Linked DNA regions of Mus musculus: region 2 is linked to region 1. The links are chromatin contacts, called in public Hi-C maps. All regions are on one chromosome and are shown on one strand. Each heading gives the region's core, a stretch centred on a gene start, on an enhancer-like site or on the middle of the called end of the contact. The rest is flanking DNA. Distances are from core to core; before and after follow the strand shown. Region 1 holds the start of 2310022B05Rik (RIKEN cDNA 2310022B05 gene). Region 2 overlaps Trim67 (tripartite motif-containing 67).

Evidence for each region. Hi-C and Micro-C count contacts between places; a contact is called where the count stands out from the background.
Region 2: a contact with region 1 is called in a Hi-C map of muscle stem cells, with 2.9 times the contacts expected there. The contact joins the enhancer-like site here to the promoter of 2310022B05Rik in region 1. A contact is called at or near these places in 5 of 484 Hi-C or Micro-C datasets (the HL-1 cell line, the N1E-115 cell line, brown adipocytes and 2 more), 2 of 115 datasets of contacts at active chromatin or transcription factors (both in embryonic stem cells) and 2 of 9 other capture datasets (adipose tissue and liver).

What each region holds. Positions count from the first base shown.
Region 1 is chr8:124,659,227-124,664,680 of GRCm38.p6, forward strand. 2310022B05Rik (RIKEN cDNA 2310022B05 gene) reads right to left here and starts at 4,143. Exons shown (of 4, transcript NM_175149.4): 1 at 3,622-4,143. The coding sequence starts at 3,957.
Region 2 is chr8:124,824,125-124,829,868 of GRCm38.p6, forward strand. It overlaps Trim67 (tripartite motif-containing 67), which reads left to right. Exons shown (of 10, transcript NM_198632.2): 7 at 594-732; 8 at 1,811-2,114; 9 at 3,975-4,137; 10 at 4,896-5,744. The coding sequence ends at 4,961. Among named protein-coding and RNA genes, the nearest start is that of Trim67, 34 kb to the left of the region's middle. Within about 2 kb of position 2,792, at least 63 of the 459 cell types and tissues checked have an H3K27ac peak or open chromatin away from gene starts, as enhancers often do. A contact at or near this core is called in the HL-1 cell line, adipose tissue, brown adipocytes and 1 more, where this site is marked.

The sequences.
Region 1 (5,454 bases), core at 2,893-5,392:
ACTGGGGAGAGAGAGACAGGATCCCCGGGGTTCACTGGCCAGCTAGCCTAGCTGAACTGGTGAACTGACAGCTAGACAGAGACTCATCCCAAAAAACAAGGTGGATAGGTACAGAGAAACACCCTAGATTTGGCTTCAGACAGACAGACAGAGTAAAAAGAAATAATTTTTTGTTGAAGTGGGAAAGAAAGCCAAAGCCAGCCCTCTCACATCCCAAGTTAAGCATCTGGCTAAACTCACGCAATAGAAAGAAGAATTCCAGGATTTAGGAGGGGTCTTAAGCAGAGAGGGCTAAAAGCACTAGGGAGGCCTGGGGCTCCTACAGGAGGGTTGTGTGGGAGGCAGCTGATCTGCTGAATTGCTGGTGAGGTTTGGAGCTATCTGGCTCCAGGGTCTTAAAAATCCAGCCTCTAGAATCCAGGTCAAGGGCTATGGAGCTGGCTGACCTACACCATCACTCCTGCTCAGCCCCACCCACTTCATGGAGAGGTGGCAGAGGCAAGCGGATTCCACAGAAACAAGATACACCACCGTAGGAGCTCCCAGCATCCCTGCAAAGGGTCTGTTTAGACCTAAGAAAATGGCAGTCTTTGGAAACCCAGAACTCACCAATGTACTCAGATCCTGCTGGGTGTGGCTAGGAGTTGGGGCTGGGAACAGGAAATAGATGCAACAGATTCCTGAAAATTCAGATTTCCGAGTTTGCTGGTTTGTTTCCTAGGTTAACAGTAGAGTATCCAGGTGATCCCTTCTCAATTGAACTTTTCATCTCCCAGAGAAAGCCATCCCCAGAACTTTATTGCTGGAAGAAGAAGCCTTCCAGAGAAGGAAGAGGCTGCCAGGCTGATAAAAGCATCTATAGAAAGGGCATGCCTTAATGTTCTCAAGAAAATTCGCAAGGCAGAGAGGACATCCCCAGGGCCCTTGCCTGTTGCAAACCATTGATTCCACATTATGCCAGAGTGGTACCCTGCTGCTGACATGGCCAAACTTAAACCTGGGCCCTGGGGCTCCAAGCCCTCTTCTTTGCTGCTGCAGGGAAGAAGTGGAGGGGTTCAGGTAACACTGAAGTCTGGGAAGGAGGCTGACAGCCTTGTATAAAGCTGAGTTCTGCACATCTCCACTAAAATCAGTTCATACAGCAGGGAAAGCTAATGGGGGAGGGGAGACACTTAGCACCCTAACCCAGGAAGCCCAGGGAAACAGTTGATTCCCAAAGTAGCTAAAAATGTTGACAGTCCCTCCTTTGCTTCAACACTAAAAGCAGGGGACCAGGTTAAATTATCAAGGCAAGAGGGGGATCTGAGTCCTGCCCAGGCCATTTAACTTTGTGGCGATCAGGGTAAACATACACATACACACACACACACACACACACACACACACACACACACAGGTGCCAGGTTGCTTCATCTGTCCTGTGCACACAGGCAAAGGAACTCCTGACTATACCGAGGGTCATCAAGATCTGTGACATCAGTCTGTAATTAGGACCCTATTTGTTCCTGAAAGACCTAAGAATGACTGGATGATACTAAAAACAATGATAGTAGATGACAGGAAAAAAAAGACTAGATGTTGTCTGTGAGGGGCACAAAAGTTTACTGGCAATGAAAGGCAGCGTCCTTTGAGGCAGTAGAGAGGGCTGAGGAGCCCTGGCAGCATATAAGTGGGGATGGACGGATGGAAGTGCCCTACTCAATTGAGTTTCAAGTTTTTTGTTCAAATCTGGGGTCACCTATTTGGGTGTCAAATTACCTAGCTGGGAGTCACACATCTACACTATACCCCCATGTCAGCCCCTATAGCCAGACATGGGTCCTCTTACAAGAATGATCTCTGGGGTGTTAACAATGAGACCACTCCCTGACTTTGATCTGATGCCAACCTCTCCCTAAGACTAGTGGAGTTTGGTGGTCCCTATGTGGTTAAACCTCTCACTACTGCAGAAAGAAGTGTCGTCCCTGCCTGGTGTCCTACCCACCCCTAAGACTCAAAGCTGGTTGTGCGGACATCAGAGGTGTGCTTTCTGCCCATTTGGCGTTGCTGTGATTCAGGTTGGGGGCTCCTGAAAGACATGTGGATTCGCTCCTCACAAAGTTTCATTCGGTGCAAATGTTTGTGTGAGTGTAGGTCAGAGGTCAACCTTAGGTGTTTTCGCTTAAGACCATGTGAACTTTGTTTTTGGGGGGACCAGGATGGTTCATTAGTCTGGAACTTGCTCCCCAGGGATCTGCCTATATCTACCTCCCAGGAATCACAAGCATGTGCCTCCCTCCGCTTCCTGGTTGCTAGAGACCCTCACACACGCATGGCAAAGTCTTTACCTATGGAACTATCTCCCCAGCCCCTACTTGCTTTAAACCACACCAGTCCGCGAATGCAGACTGACCCCAAATGAGAAACTGGGTGAAAAGAAAACTGGTCACATCTCTCCTTATCAATGACCCTGGCTCCAACATGGCTTGGCTTTTTGATATACTCAGGGCGAGTGACATCCAGTGACATCCAGTCTCCAGCATCTGTTAAGTGCGGACAGGGCGGCTTCCTCTCAGATTTATTTACCTAAGACACTGCCAAAGAGGAACTGCCTGCCTACTCATCACCCGGATCCAAGCACGAACTCCGTCCACGTCTTTATGGAGGTGCATATTTTTCACAATGAAATGCCTCAGCTCCAGGAATATATTTTAAGACTTATATTTTCATCTCCCACCACACCCTTGTTTTTCCTGGCAAAGCCCACAAGAGTTTCAAATGGGATGGGGAGCAGAAGGCAGTGTTGGCGGATAGCTAGCTCTCTGCCTTCACAATTCCCTGGCAGGAAAGTGGGTTCGTGACCACAAGCGTTCTGTAGTAACAAACACTGACGGATACCTGGCCTGAAAAAACCTGATTGAAATCTCATCCTTAACTGGTATTCCCTCCGCCTGGCACAACTTCTCCAACAGAAAAACAACAGCAGCAACAACAACAACAAAACTCTCCTAGCTTCTCCTCCCTGCCTCCACCTAAATGGACGTTCAGAACTCTAGCTGCTACCGATTTTGTCCTCCAAAACAAAGTTGAGTCCCTGAGGTACCAAGTCCATACTCTGGTGGCACAAAGGGCTTCAGGGAAACCATCTCTTGGTAAACCACCAGGTTTCTGAATAGTGCAGACTCCTGGGCCTCAAGAGCAAGGTCAGCCGGGAGCAATTCTAAGTAGTTATTTTCTCTTCCCCCAGTGTCTAGAGCCCAGGCTAGATAATCAGGCTTGCTGGAGGCATCTAAACTTACTCTGTGTTTGGGTGGGAACCGGGGCTCACATGTCAAACCCAAACACACTCTCTCCATTGTAGTCTACCAGGGACGTACCCCAGGGCAGCGGTGCCTGGCAGTCCCACCTTCCCCACTGAGGTCCTTATACTTAACACATGCCGGCCACTGAGTGATCAGGAACTATAGACATTTTTCCTGTTTCACATCAGAAAACTGAGGCTGTACGTCGTACACTCATCCAGGCTCGCTGGTTTCCTCTCTACTGTTCCCACTTTGTCTTTAAAGGTCCCTTCTCCGGGAGATTTCTGAACTCCCCCTCGCCGGCCACTCCGCCCTGGGTGGCCCGTCCCGCCGCACCCACCTCGTCGCCGAAGCGCACCAGCTTCTGGCCCGTGGGCCCGCGCAGGCCAGGGAAGCGCGCCGGGTCCCGCACGTCCCCCGCATCGGCGGCGGCCGCCGGGGCGCGAGGCCCCACCAGGCAGCGGTCGATGATTTCGTCCTGCTGCGCGGGCGGCAGCCGCGCCCACTCGGGCCCGTACTTCTCCCGGATCTTCTCCTTGTCCTGCATGATCTTCCTGGCCATGGGGCTCAGCGATGAGAAGTAGGTGAAGCGCTTCCGCTCCCGGTCGTCCAGCGGCCGGTTCCCGCTCATGACGGCCGAACGCGAGGCCGCGATCGCCGCCGCCATCGACGCCATACCCGGCCCGCGCGTCCCGGTCGGAGCGCCGCCTCCCGGTCCGCCCGCGCCCCGCCCCGGGGCTCCGCCTCCGTCTCCTCCCGGAGCGCCGTCCCTACCCCACCCGCTGAGCCCTCCTCCTCCGCCCCTGGCTGAGCACCGCCCCCAGACCTTCCCGGGACACCCTTCGTACGGGCCGCCTACGCCCCATCTGGTACCGGTCGGGACCACTAATCGTCCCTGAGCCCGGTCGGCACTTGAAGCCCCGCCTCCATCTGGAGCCCCGCCCCCACTGGAGCCCCGCCCCCGAGCTCCTCCTGTTATGGCCCTTCAATTTCTCCTCCATAGGACGCTTTCCGGGACCCTAGGGCATCTCTGGGGCTGCTACAGAGTCCCCCATACAAGCGCCGCCGAGATTGGAGATGACCACAGGGGTTAACTCAGGGCGAAGACCGCCATGGCGCCACGTGGCACTGATGACAAAGGAAACTTCCTCCTGCACGTGCCCAACCTGGCTTTCAATCATCCTCTCTCCTTTGCGCTCTCAGGCATTCATTGCTTTTTCAGGTTTGCGCTCTGTTCGCTGGGCGATCCACCACACTGAGCCGGGGGCTAGGCTAGGGCACTGACCCACCAGTTGTCAACCAGGAGGTTGGATTCCCGCCCGTGGAACTTCTTCTAAGCCTGGCATGGAAGCATCAGCGTGGGATACTAGCACTGTTTTGGCCTAGGCGGGAGACTCACGGCAAATTCAAGGCCAACCTGGGTTATATGGTACCATTATCCCCACAGAAAGAAAGACCCCTGCTAAAAGCATGCAGTGTGAGCGAAGTACCCCCTCTCAGAAGAGCTACACACCAAGGCCTCTTCAAACCCTCAAAGCCCTTGCTTTCTGATGCTTGCCACTGTGAGGCAGCAGTACACACACACACACACACACACACACACACACACACACACAGACACACACACACCAGTCTATTAAATCTCAGGACTCTGTCTTTAAAAATCACTCTTTAAAAAAAAATCCTAAGCAGGAATTAAAGAACTCTAGTCAGCAGCAGACGCTGGTCAGCGTAAGGAGCCTGTATTCCATCAGTTTAAGTGAGGGGACAACCCAAAAGCTTAAACTTCCAAAAATGGCCAAGCTAATCCTGGAATCTCAGAAATCATAAGAACTCCGGGAGGTTTGCTGACTACAAACAAACTGAAGAGGATGGAAAGTTCCCACAGGGAAGCAGATGTATCCCCAAAGGGGTCAGGCTTGCTGCTGAGACCACACGATTAAAGTTTAAGACAGGGCTGTGGGATGTTTGTGGCCCCATCCCACTCCCTGATTTTCACAAGACTAACAGGTCTCAGGTAAGCATGGTGTCCTATTCTGAAAAGCAACTAAATACCAACCGTGGCTTAGTTGTCTCTAAAGTAGCCCTTGTCTAACACTAAAGGCAAGTGCAGAAATAACTTGAATTCCCTGATATAAATGGAATGTCACAAATGTGTCAGGCTCTAATAAAA
Region 2 (5,744 bases), core at 1,542-4,041, 160 kb after region 1:
CCCTAGAAAGTGAAAATAAAGATCTGGTGCAAGGAAGCTCACCATCTTAGAGAACCAGAAGCCAGCAGAGGCAGGGTCACAGAGAAGAAGATGCTGATCTCAGGGGCAGGAAGCTTTGTAGGCATCCCCTTGGCTTCTGGCAGTCTGATAGTGGAGGCAGAGAGCAGTCTGATGGTGGAGGCAGAGAACACTGATAGTGGAGGTAGAGAGCAGTCTGATGGTGGAGGCAGAGAGCAGTCTGATGGTGGAGGCAGAGAACACTGATAGTGGAGGCAGAGAGCAGTCTGATGGTGGAGGCAGAGAGCACTGATAGTGGAGGCAGAGAGCAGTCTGATGGTGGAGGCAGAGAGCACTGATAGTGGAGGCAGAGAGCAGTCTGATGGTGGAGGCAGAGTGCTTTTGGGGACCATCCTAGGATAGTTTCACCCCTGCAGCCCTGTCTTGCTGGTGCCCTGAGACAGAGGGGCTAGCAATTTGAGAGGCCCCATGAAGGTAAACAGCACAGGTTGGAACTTCTCTCATCTGGTACTCCAGTTGGTGTGAGGGGAACTTCTGGAAGCTCTGTGGCCGAGTGAGTGTCCTTGCTCTTTCAGGAGGTGTATGTTGGCAAGGAGACCCTGTGCACCATTGACGGGCTGCACTTTAATAGCACCTACAATGCCAGAGTCAAAGCCTTCAACTCCTCTGGTGTTGGGCCCTACAGCAAGACTGTGGTCCTGCAGACCTCCGACGGTGAGCAACCCTCAGCCGTGCATTCTGCCTCTCTGCCCATATCCTGGGGGTGGGGGCAGGGCAGGAGCAGGAAGAAGCCAGTGTCCTCATTCTATGGGGCTTAAGAGTTTGACCTTGGCCACATCTTGTCTCCTCTTTGTGTTTCAATCTCCTACCTACAGGGTGGGCCATGGATAGACACTTCCTCTGTCACCTCTAACAGTACCTGGGCCATTTGAGGAGATGGTAGGAGTCAGAGCTCCAGGGAATAGACCTGGCTGTGGGGCCAATCGGCCTGCACGTCTGTGCTCCCTAGCAAGGCTGGATCTGTGGAAGAAAACTTGGGCAACACAGAGACACAGAGCAGGGAAGGGGGGGGGGTGGATTCTATTGCTGTGACAAAGACTATGACCAAAATCAACCTGGGGAGGAGAGGATATATTTCATCTTACAACTGTAGAAGTCAGGGCAGGAACTGAAACAGAGGCCATGGAGGGCTGCTGCTTGCTGGCTTGCTCAGCCTGCTTTCTAATATAACTCAGAACCACCTGCCTAGGAGTGGCACCACCCACAGTGGACTGGGCCCTCCCCTGTCAATCTTGAGTCAGGACAATACTCCCATAGACTTATTTATTTATCATATGTAAGTACACTGTAGCTGTCTTCAGACACCCCAGAAGAGGGCATCAGATCTCATTATGGATGGTTGTGAGCCACCACGTGGTTGCTGGGACTTGAACTCAGGACCTTTGGTAGAGCAGTCAGTGCTCTTAACCACGGAGCCATCTCTCCAGCCCCTGGGCAAATCTTATAGAGGCATTTTCTGAATCTAGGTTCCCTCTTCCCAGATAATCTAGATTTCTGTCAAGTTGACAAAAGCCAATCAGCACAGAGTGTGACTGTGTATATGTGAGTGTGTGTGTGTATCCCACATAGACCACTGGCGGCAATGAATCGACTCTGTTAGAAGCAACTAAGTCTATCAGTCACCTTGGCTGTACAGAAAAAATGTGTGTTGTGTTGGGGGAAAGATGGGGGGATAAGAGGGGCAGGAAACAGAGATTCTTGTGCCTGCTCTACCTGCCTTCTTCCTTTCCAGTGGCCTGGTTCACCTTTGACCCCAACTCTGGCCATCGGGACATCATCTTATCCAATGACAACCAGACGGCTACTTGCAGCAGCTATGATGACCGGGTGGTGCTAGGCACAGCTGCCTTCTCCAAAGGCGTGCACTACTGGGAGCTGCACGTGGACCGCTATGACAACCACCCGGACCCAGCCTTCGGAGTGGCCAGGGCCAGCGTGGTCAAAGATATGATGCTAGGCAAGGATGACAAGGCCTGGGCCATGTACGTGGACAACAACCGCAGCTGGTTCATGCACTGTAACTCCCATACCAACAGGTGCGTGCTCCCTGAACCCCCACTTAGCCCGCAGATTCAGGGGCGGGGACAAGGTTCTCTGATTGTCCCAGGTGTTGGGGGAGGAGCTGTCTTTTAAAAAGTTTTCTTTCTTCCTCTCTTTCTTTCTCTCTTTCTGTCTTTCTTTCTTTCTTTCTTTCTTTCTTTCTTTCTCTCTCTCTCTCTCTTTCTCTCTCTCTCTCTCTCTCTCTCTCTCTCTCTCTCTCTTTCTTTCTTTCTTTCTTTCTCTCTTTCTTACTTTCTTTAATGCATATGAGTACACTGTAGCTGTACAGATGGGTGAGCCATCATATGGTTGCTGGGAACTGAATTCAGGACCTCTGCTCCTCCGGTCGGTTAGCCGGAGGAGCCATTTTTTATGCACTTTGTTCTGTAGTTCCAGGGGTTTTGGAGAAAGACTAGGTGAAGTGTGAACCATTTGCCTGTGTCACAACTGAAAGTACTTGATGGTGTGGGGGAGAGGAGGCAGTTCTGGCTCAGTGGCTCTCTGTCCCCCAGCTGGCCTCACAGTAGTGCCTTTCCACTGAGAGCTTTAATTTGCGGTTTTCTTACTGGTCTTGCTCCAGTTCTTTCTGCAACCCTCTTGCTAAGCCTGAGTCACTGCGCAACACTAATGGGATACTTGTTTCCCGCAGAGGGAGGAGGAGTCATTGCCACGGCTACTGCTTTGCCTGGAATGACCCTGGCGCTGCCGCAGGGAAAGCATAAAGAAGCCAATCCCAAGGAGCTGACCTCCCTGGGCTCCTGGCAGGGTAGGGCTGCCACCAGGGCTCCTGGGTTCTCGCTGCTCTTCCAAGCAGCTCTGACTGCTCTCTTCACAACGAGTAACCCAGCTTCTCTCCCAGGAAAACCAAGTCTAGTTTGGCCAGGAACTTGCCTGAGGACCCTCAGATCCCCCTACCTGATCACTATCTTTTCACTGGTAATGTCCTCTGCTCCAAAGGATTGTGGGAGGGGCAGCAGCTAGACTCTCAAGCTGGGCCGTGGAACTTAGCAGGCACTGCAGGTTAACCAAGTAAATTCGTCTGGCCCGGTACTGCAGAATAAGCGATGAGGCCGACCAGGTGATATAGGTTTACCAGGTGACCTCCCTCCACCTCTAACCCACAAAGAGGCCAAGACCACCCTGGCCTACCAGTTCCATGCCTGTGTGCTTGAGCAAGCCCAGTACCTAGACATTCTGATGGTGGCAGTAATGAACTCAAGCATGCATTGGGTGCTTTTGCGGGGCAAAAGCTTTCTCAGAAGCCAGACCCTGCTCCCAGACCTGACCTTGATCGTAGGGGGTGAGTTCATGGAAAACTGGCAGGTCAGACTTGTTACTACTGCCATCTGGTGGCCATAATTAGAATCGCACTGACTGCCCAGTCTGTTGGACGCTTCTCCACCAGACCCTAAGGCACCTCCAGGACACCTGCTCTTCCCACCAGGTCCTTGTAAAGAGTTCATGTCAGGGTCTCTTCTCACTTCTGCCCCTGGCTCAATCCTAACCGAGGACTCAGTTTCCTCCCAGGGCTGAACAAGGTCATGTCAAGGGAACCCTTAGTTAATGAAGGGCATGTCTGCTGAAGGGCACAGAGGGTTCTAGGAAAAGTCTTCCAGGTCTATTACTTAAAGTTCCTCCCAGCTCAAAGGCATGTAGGTCTCAGATGCTGTGGATAAGAAGGGGCTGAGTAGCTTTGGTCCCTTAGAGCTGTGTTCTCTTGTGGCTGGCACATACATACACACACACACACACACACACACACACACTTGGTGGCTAGGTTTGAATGAAGCTGTCCTGAGTTACTGTCACATCATGACCTAGGTGTGATGATAGGTTTTCCTGGTTTATCTTCCCAGGACTGAAGGCGGTGTGTGCAAGGGGGCCACTGTGGGTGTGCTGCTGGACCTAAACAAACACACTCTGACCTTCTTCATCAATGGGCAACAGCAGGGCCCCACAGCCTTCAGCCACGTGGATGGGGTCTTCATGCCTGCCCTCAGCCTCAACCGAAACGTGCAGGTACCTTAGAGACACAGGTGGCTCGCCCAGTCCCGCCCACTTCTCTGCTTCCTGAACAATGAGTACTGTAATGAGAACGGACCACCTCGCTCATCAGATAGGCAGTCTTCTGCTAAGGACTGTACATACGACCTTTTGGAGCAAACAAGCTCCATGGGGCTCCAGGAAGGAGCAGGGGCTCAGTGCCCCAGGGGATTGGATGGTACAGGAGCTCCTAACACAAGCTAGATGGGGGCATCCTTTGCTTCTAACAGACTCCCTCTGTCCCTGGATCTATTAAGGGACCTGCCATGTGTCTATTGCCCTGCAAGTGTTTCCACAACAGTCCGGTGTTGGTTACGTAAAGGGGCGATTTGAGGGTCACAGTGAGAGCTGGAAGAGACAGCAGCAGGCTCAGAGACTCGGCTGCGAGAAGCAGAGCCTCTTTGCCGCAGGGCTCTGCGGCTCATGCCAGTGAACCCATCTGCTCGTTACTGTAGCTCCGGTTATGAGGCAGAAAGCACAAAGTGGCATGGGCCTTAGCCATATGGGGGAGACAGATGAGTAATAAAATCCATAGCATGAGTTCTCCGGCACGTGGTCGCGGTGCTACGTCAGGTGTTCTGTGCTATGGACAGCCTCTCCTGCCCCTCTTTCCGCTCCTCTATCTCCTCTGTCTCCTGCCTTCCTCCTGTGTTAGGGCTGGGACCCAGGGTCTTGTACGTAGTGTGCAAGTACTCTGCCACCCAACCAACTCCTGCTGGTTTCATCTTTTCCAGGTCACCCTGCACACAGGACTGGAGGTGCCAACAAACCTGGGACGGCCAAAGCTGTCAGGCAACTAGCCTGGTGGCTCCCGCTGCCTAGCTGGCCGTGATGGAGGGCTTCACGGAGGACCAGGGCATAACAGAAAGTCCTGGGTGCCAGCAGCCAGCGGACATCTGAAGACGCTTTTCTGGGGGAACTGAGAATGAATCACATGCGAGCCCCACGACCATACTGTGGCCGCCTATATCAGGAGTGGCCTTTCACCTCAATGCCACAGGGCTATGGTCCCCCCCAGGGTGCCCTCAAGATGGACACCTTTTGTTTCCGGCTTATATTTTCTGACATCTGTTTAAAAACTTTGATTTCCTCTTAAGTTTTTGTTTTTTGTTTTCCTGGAGGGAGAGGAGAAGGCAGACTCTGAGACTGGTATCCCAGGATGGATCAGCCCCGTGATGTTACTCCATGCCTGCCTGTAACCCATTGCTAGGACTCTGTTCCTTTATGGAGTCCCAGGCTGACAGTTTGTCACCTCTGCGGGAAGAAACGGACCTTGAGCCTCTGGGATATGCAGTTTTCAATACACTGCAAACTAATTTGAAAGGGACATTAGTCATTAATGAACTGCTAGGACCCTTCAGAAAGGCTTCCTTAGGGTCTGTATCATTACCCATGTGCTGTTGACCTCTCTCTCTCTCTCTCTCTCTCACACACACACACACACACACTCTCACACACATGTGTGTGTATGTGTAACAATCTGTTATATTTTATTCACTCAGTTCTTAGTTATGAGTAGAAACACTGGAATCCAAGACAGTGACACGTCTTTGCACAGTGGTGGCTTTTTCTAGAACCTGCTT